2 separate regions of the Canis lupus genome follow, and region 2 is linked to region 1. A link is a contact called in public Hi-C data. All regions are on one chromosome and are shown on one strand. Each heading gives the region's core, a stretch centred on a gene start, on an enhancer-like site or on the middle of the called end of the contact. The rest is flanking DNA. Distances are from core to core; before and after follow the strand shown. Region 1 holds the start of ADIPOQ (adiponectin, C1Q and collagen domain containing). Region 2 has its middle 19 kb from the start of RTP1.

The links. Hi-C and Micro-C count contacts between places; a contact is called where the count stands out from the background.
Region 2: a contact with region 1 is called in a Hi-C map of amygdala, with 3 times the contacts expected there. The contact joins the enhancer-like site here to the promoter of ADIPOQ in region 1. A contact is called at or near these places in 4 of 9 Hi-C or Micro-C datasets (amygdala, blood and skin fibroblasts).

The regions. Positions count from the first base shown.
Region 1 is chr34:19,580,206-19,583,859 of UU_Cfam_GSD_1.0, forward strand. ADIPOQ (adiponectin, C1Q and collagen domain containing) reads left to right here and starts at 2,013. Exons shown (of 2, transcript NM_001006644.1): 1 at 2,013-2,226; 2 at 3,312-3,654. The coding sequence starts at 2,013.
Region 2 is chr34:19,834,681-19,838,714 of UU_Cfam_GSD_1.0, forward strand. No RefSeq gene overlaps it. Among named protein-coding and RNA genes, the nearest start is that of RTP1, 19 kb to the right of the region's middle. Within about 2 kb of position 2,036, at least 2 of the 20 cell types and tissues checked have an H3K27ac peak or open chromatin away from gene starts, as enhancers often do.

The DNA of each region.
Region 1 (3,654 bases), core at 763-3,262:
GAAAGGCGAATTCATATATATATAGATATAGATATATAGACATATATAGATATATATAGATTCATATTTATATGAATGAATGAATGAATAAATGAATGAATGATGAGTTGGTGCGTTGCATTGAGAGGGCACTATAGAGCCTAGGTGATGGGGCATAGAGGTAGGATTCTAGACACCATGCATATCTTGGAGGGTAAAATTGTCAATCAGAGACTTTCTTGCCTCCTGCACACAGGAGCTGTCCCCTGAACCCAAGCCCAATTCTGGAGACTTTGGATAACTCTTAAGAGACAAGCAAACTGATGAAAATTGGTTAAGTCCTTGGTATAAAAAAACACACGTGGACTGTGTTTAACTCAGAATCAGGTTCATGGGATTAAGCACCTCTCAAACTCCACAGAAAGTTTTAGGGCTGCCTTAATCCAGGATCCTAGGACTTATTCCCCTTTCTGTGGTGCCTTCTCTCAACTCCCTGGTGAAAGAGGGCTGAGGAGACTAAGACCCTGGCTATTATTGATGGGGGGGGGGCTAAGATCACCCTAGCATCAGAGGCAGAAGCTGGGAGGGGACCAGTATATATATAAAGGACCATCTTCTGCGGTGGGGGCGGGATATGGAGGAACGGTGTTGAGACAGGATGTCCCCGGCCACCTGTGCCACTTGAGCTTTTTGCTAGGGCTCCCAGAACACATATTTCAAATATACTCCCCTCTTCATCCTTCTTTCCCTCTTCCTTTCTCCTCCCTCACTCCCTCCTTTCTCTGACTCTCTTGCTCTCTCTTTTCTTCCTTAGAAAGACATTTATTTAGTTCCCACTAAAAAGTAAATAGTGTGTTAGGCTTTGCCTCCTGGTACCTGTAGTTTAATGGGTGAAATGAATGAGCAGATCGGGGAATTACTGGATCATGCAGGAAGTGCAATACCAGCAGTAAGCGAGGGCAGAGTGTGTGCAGGGGAGGAACGAACAACCCTGATTGGGGAGGGAGGACTTCCTGAAAGAGAAGACATCCTAACTGTGTCCTGAAGGCTGCAGAGGGATCCGGCAGGTGAGGAGGTGCAGTTAAGAATGGCCCAGGCAAAGGGTCAGCAGCGGAGGGTCATCCTCATGGGACAGTGTGGCTCTGGTTGTCTGACTAACACAGGGAGAGGCTGTGTGTGTGTGCACTGTGCGACTGTGTATATGTGTGTGCAAGCATGTGGATGTATGCCTGTGTGTGCACGTGTGCGGGCACATGTACAATAAACCAAATGGTCTAATATGTGATCCAGGAGATGGGCAGAGGCAGAAGAGAAAGAGAGAGAGAGGGGGGAAGGGAGAGAGAGAGAGAGGGAGAAAGGAGGAGGAACAGACATAGAAATGAGGGAGAGATGGGCAGCCCAGGTGGCTCAGCGGTTTAGCGCCACCTTCGGCCCAGGGCCTGATCCTGGAGACCCAGGATCGAGTCCCATGTCAGGGTCCCTGCATGGAGCCTGCTTCTTCCTCTGCCTGTGTCTCTGCCTCTCTCTGTTTCTCTCTGTGTCCTTCATGAATGAATAAAATCTAAAAAAAAAAAGAAAAAAGAAAAAAAGAAATGAGGGAGAGAAGTAAAGAAGAAAAAGGAAGGAGCCAGAGAGAGAGAGAGAGAGAAGTTGGTTAGAGTCGTCATCCTTGGAAAACTCAAGAGGTAGATTCTTGACAAATGGACTCTTGGAACTTGGTCCAAGGAGCCTGGCCCTGTGCCTATGAGGCAATTGGAAGAGTGTCGTTCTGCCCTCATTGAACTCACAATCTGTTGAGGAAAGGAGATTACACATGAAGAATAATGCTAAAATTGCAAATTTCAGGGCAGAAAGAGATCAAGCTAGGTGGAAATAGTCAAACAAGTCTTCTAGAAGAGGTGAGTGTTGAGAGAGCAGGTCTCAGAAGTGGACACTGCTGAGATGGCCCGAATCCTGCTTAGGTCCTGATGGGGTGTGCTGTATGAGGTCTCCTTGCGTGGCTGACAATGCAGATCTGGGTTCCAGGGCTCAGGATGCTGTTGCTACGAGCTGTTCTACTGCTACTAGTCCTGCCCGCTCACGGCCAGGACTCCGTGGCAGAAGGGCCTGGAGTCCTGCTTCCCCTGCCGAAGGGGGCCTGCCCAGGTTGGATGGCAGGCATCCCAGGGCATCCTGGCCACAATGGGACCCCAGGCCGTGATGGCAGAGATGGCACCCCTGGTGAAAAGGGTGAGAAAGGAGATCCAGGTAAGAACAAGTTTTTTGGCTTCCTCCATCATAAACTTCTTCTGGATAGAAGAGGGCTTCTGGAACTATACAAAGTCATTAGCTATTGACAAAGGCCTAGACACAGGAAGGGAGCAATTTTTTCTGTGACCCATAAGCAACCTATAAAACCAGCACCTCCGACTCTGCTCTATCCACATCACGTTCCCTGTACTCTTTCCCACCCCCACACTATCCATCACTATTCCCAATCTGTTCACATTCATGTCTCCCTTCATTTCCACTTAATTCTCATTCCACTGATTTCCACTTAATTCCCATTCCACCCAGTGGCATTCACACTTAATGCATTCTTATAGCTCACAGTCCTCCTCCTGGGGAACTCTTGTTTCAGTTAAGAAGATAAATTTAGGGATCCCCGGGTGGCTCAGTGGTTTAGGGCCTGCCTTCGTCCCAGGGCATGATTCTGGAGTCCCGGGATTGAGTCCCATATCAGGCTCCCTGCATGGAGCCTGCTTCTCCCTCTGCCTGTGTCTCTGCCTCTTTCTCTCTCTCTGTGTCTCTCATGAATAAATAAACAACATCTTTTAAAAAAAAGTCTAATGCATGAGGCTGTTAAAGATTACTACAAGGAAGTCTATTCCAAATATGCCAGATTGAATGTGGACAAATGCCCAAAGTATGGAACAGAGAGAAAATGCAACGGTCTTAATGAAGATCTGGATTAACAAGGAAGGCTTTCAGGAGGAGGCGGGGCTTGAGTCAGGCCTTGAAGGATGGGTACACAGAATAAAGGAGGGAGTGCATCCCAGATAGAAGGGATAGAAGAGCAAATGTATGGTTGGTTGAGCCAGCATATAAAGGGTTCGCAGGGTGGAGGGTCTAGGATGCAAACTTATAGGAAATAAGGCTGGAGATGAATTTATGGAAGTCTGCTGGGGGATGTAGAAAGTATAACTCACCTCTTTGGGAGCTCCCATTGGTCCCTTGCTCTGTAAGTCAGGCAGGCTGTGGGTAAGGGCCAAAGAGACAGTGTTTCAGGCTAGAATTCACCTAGGCAGGAGTGTTCTGTTCCTTATGGTCACTGAGGTCTTTTCATTCTCTAGGTCTTGTTGGTCCTAAGGGTGACACTGGTGAAACTGGAGTAACTGGGGTTGAAGGTCCCCGAGGCTTTCCAGGAACCCCAGGAAGGAAAGGAGAACCTGGGGAAAGTGCCTATGTACACCGTTCGGCATTCAGTGTGGGGTTGGAGAGCCGGATCACTGTCCCCAATGTTCCCATTCGCTTTACCAAAATCTTCTACAATCTGCAAAACCACTACGATGGCACCACTGGAAAATTTCACTGCAACATTCCTGGGCTGTACTACTTCTCCTACCACATCACAGTCTACTTGAAGGATGTCAAGGTCAGCCTCTACAAGAAAGACAAGGCTATGCTCTTCACCTA
Region 2 (4,034 bases), core at 786-3,285, 250 kb after region 1:
GTTAATAAAACCCAGGTCTCCTACCATATACTCTGCCCATGTCATGTCCTCACTCATTTTTATTGGAATTACATGAGAGGAAACATTCTGTAGTGATTTAAATCCTGGGCTACAGGGTCAGACCAGCCTGGGTAACATTTTGGTGTCATATAGTTTTGGTCAGGTTCTCTTTAAGCTTTGGTTTCTTTATCCTTTAAATTCATAGAAGTCTGAGATCTGCTATGTTGGTGTTATATCAGGATTGAATGAGATAATGCATGAAAAGCCCCTCGCACAGAGTCTGTAGATGTTACTCAGTAAAGCTCATCTGGGATCGTTAAATTATACAGATTATTAATTTTTTGCATTGCGTACCTTATCTCCCAAGAATTATTAAATAAACTTACGGTGTTTTATAACCATGTTTGCAGTGAGTAGCTCTTTGCTTGCCATGACTTCTTTTCTATTTCATCTTTCCGCGTCAGACCCCCAGTGGCCCCCCTGCACTTGGTGACTTTGCAGATCTTGGCAGGGTTCCAACTTATTCACTTTTCCCTAGCATTTCCAGATTTTCACAGCTGACTGGTTGGTTGAGATGTTTCTTGATCTCATCCTGCCCGTGCCATCCCCTGAAAAAAATATCTTCAGGTTTCTGCTCTGCTGACAATGCCATGCCTTGTGGCCCAGGGCTGTTACAGATGATAACTTGATCTTTATATACCTTCCTGTGTTTCTGTGAAGTTGGAGTGGGAGGGATGCTAAGAGTGTGGACCCCAAAGAGTACTCGGCCAGGATTCCCGGTCCTGTGTGTAGGCCTCAGCAGATGGTAGTTGGGTTCAAGTTTCTCCCAATTTTGGTTCCAACAGAAGCCCCACTTCCTGCTCAGGACAGTACGTCCTCCTCTGGCACCTCACAAAGCTCCAGATGGCCCTAGAGAGCACATAGGCTGTCTCCCTCTGGGAGTACCTATGCTCTCACTCCTTGGCCAATCTGTTCCTTCACGACTGAAGCCAAGGTTTGAATTTCAGCTAAAATTATAATTAGATTCCTCTAGGAGAAAGGCCTCTCCAAACAAATCAGAGTTGGGATTTGGGTACCCAGAATTGTGCCTTTAGTTAAATTCCCTGTATGGGGAAGGCACGATTCAGCTAAGAAGAGGAGGCAGGGTTAGATAAGAAGTAAAAATGGCAGTTTCAGACTCTAATTCCTGAGAACACTTGAATTTTTCCAAACCAGAGAGATCTTTGTTGCTGAGAAAGCAAATAGGGCTAAGGAGCTGAGGAGGGTTACTGAAGTTCCTGCTTAACTCATCAGTTTACCTACTCATGGTATAATTTTGAGTGAACTTCTTTCTCTGAGCAGTCGGATGGAATGTGCCATGGCCTGTCCCATCTGTTACCCCAACACGGAGACCATGGGTGTCTCTAGAATATCAGCAGTGCGTCCATCGTGTTCGTTGAGGTCCAGGTCTCCTGTAAGCAGGGACAGGAGAAGCGAGGTTACAGATGAAATCTGAAAATAGTCAGGCAAAGAGAGCACTGGTGGAGCTTACATAGAAGTCCCAGTAAGATGAGTACTTTGAAGTCTTGAGTCCATACTTTTGATGGTCATCGAAGATCGGGCTTGGGTGCCGGCCCTGCCTTTCATGTTCCCTTTGAGACGTGATGAGGAACTCTTCCTGACACTGAGGGTCTCCTGGCATCTTTCTTGGGCATCATTGTGTTCTAGTTGCTGTCCATGCAAGATGGGGCCTCCCTAAGGTCCCGGGGCCAATGCCAACCTCTAACCTGGCCAGAGTGTGTGTCCCCTTTCCTTCCTGATAGACTGTTTGAATTGTCCTCTCCATAACTCTTTTAAAAAGATTTTATTTACTTATTCATGAGAGGCATATATATAGAGAGACAGAGATATAGGCAGAGGGAGAAGTAGGCTCCTTGCAGGGAGCCCGATGTGGGACTCGATCCCAGGACCTGGGGTTCACCATTTGAGCCGAAGGCAGATGCTCAACCACTGAGCCACCCAGGTGCCCCCTCCCTATAATTCTTTCTGCATCTTTTCCCTTTTTCTGTCTGTAACCCTCTTCACTGCCTGTTTCTCCCCTCATCTTTGATCTCTTTCTTTTTTCCCTCTTCCCCCTTTCTGACCTTCATTACTTTCTTATTCTCCCTCACGTGTTTTCCTTTAAATATTTCTTTCTGGATGTACCTCGTTCTTTCTCTTTCTCCCCATCTCTCCCTCTTTCTCTTCCCCTCCCCCTTCTGGGCATATCTCTTCTTATCTAATCAAACTTTTCTTTGCTGCTCTATCTCTTAATCTCTCTATTTGTGCCCCATCGCTGTGCATCTCTCTCTTTCCCCTTTTTTCCCTAACTTTCTTTCCCTTTCCTTTTCTTGAAAGCACCTTTAATATGAAATGTAAACATATGTTCAAAGAAGGCACGGACCATTAATGTAAAGCTTAGCAAATAATTACAAATTGGGCACCAATGCAACTCCTGCAAAGGTGAAAGAAACAAATTATTGCCAGGACCAGGAGCCTCCAGTATGTGCTGCTCTGACCATGGGCACCTATCCTCAGTCTTACTTTTGTGACTATAATTTCCTTGATTTTTTTTTTTACAGCTGGACTGTCCATGTATGCTTCCTAAACAACGTGGCTTAGTTTTGCCTATTTTTGAGTGTTAAGTACATGGAATCAGGCCATCTATATTTTTCTGTGTCTTGCTTCTTTCACAGAGTATCGTGTTTGTAAGATTCATCCATGCTTATTCATTTTCATTGCTGCCTAGCACTCAGTGTAGGCACGTGCTGACATTTGTCCTATCTGTTGAACAACAAATTGTAGTTATCATCAGAACACCTGTTTCTCCTTTAGAACTAAGAGCTGGATTTGCTGCCCCCTGGTGTCTTACTGCCAGCATCACAGGATCATCAGGTATCCCCTTTCTTACTCTTTGGAATCCATCAAGGGGCTCCAAAAACCAGCTGGAGTTTCACCAGACCAGCTTGCTCAAATTACACCTGGGAGCTGAGGAGACCACTCATCTCAGTTGCAAAGAGCTCTAATGAGGGAGAGGCTTTTCTTACCTGCAGCAGGGTGAGCTCTGACTTGAGATTTGTGTCACAATAGACTTGGAAGGGCTCAGAAGGCCTAAAAGAATGGTTTTTTAAAATATCTAGTGGGAAATATCATAGAGGGAGACAGAACATGAGAGACTCCTAACTCTTGGAAACGAACAAGGGGTAGTGGAAGGGGAGGTGGGCAGGGGGTTGGGGTGACTGGGTGACGGGCACTGAGGGGGCACTTGACAGGATGAGCACTGGGTGTTATACTATATGTTGGCAAATCGAACTCCAATAAAAAAATACAAAAAAATAAAAAAGAATAAAAGAATATCTTTTACAATATTATTATTCAGACATCAAGTCCTACTGTGAAAACAGGCTGGGGACATTCATTTCAATGGGTGTTTCATTTACCTGATGTTTGCTGAGCCCCAGATTGTTCTAGGCACTAGATCACAAAACTAAATAAATCCAATAAACAAATAATGAAATAACTATTGTATACACTGGCAGTTAGAGATAAACACTAAAAAGAAGATAAATGAAAGGTAAAGAAATAGAGGGAAATGGGGATGGCCCATGGAAAGCCACTGAGAGCCGGTGACAGGCAAAGAAAGACATGTATGAAGTAACAGAGCAAGCTATGTGAAGGTCCAGAGGAAGAGCATGGGGAAAGAAAGGAGCAGGGGCAGAAATGTTGAGGTGGATAAGAGTTTGGTGTGTTTGAAGCAGTGAGGAGGTGGGTGTGACAGGGGCGCAGAGGAGAAAGACGAGAGCAGCAGGAGGCGAGATGGAGACATTGGTAGGGCATTGTAGGTGTGGTAAGAAAACTGGACTTCCCTCTGAGAGGGGTGGGAATCCATTGGAGAGTTTGAGTGCTATCTATGATGTAATTTATATTTTGAAATTGTCTGTTTGCCTGCTGGGCAGAAAACTGATTCTAAGGGGATGAACATAGAAGCAAGGTGGTAAAACAGAAAACCACTACAA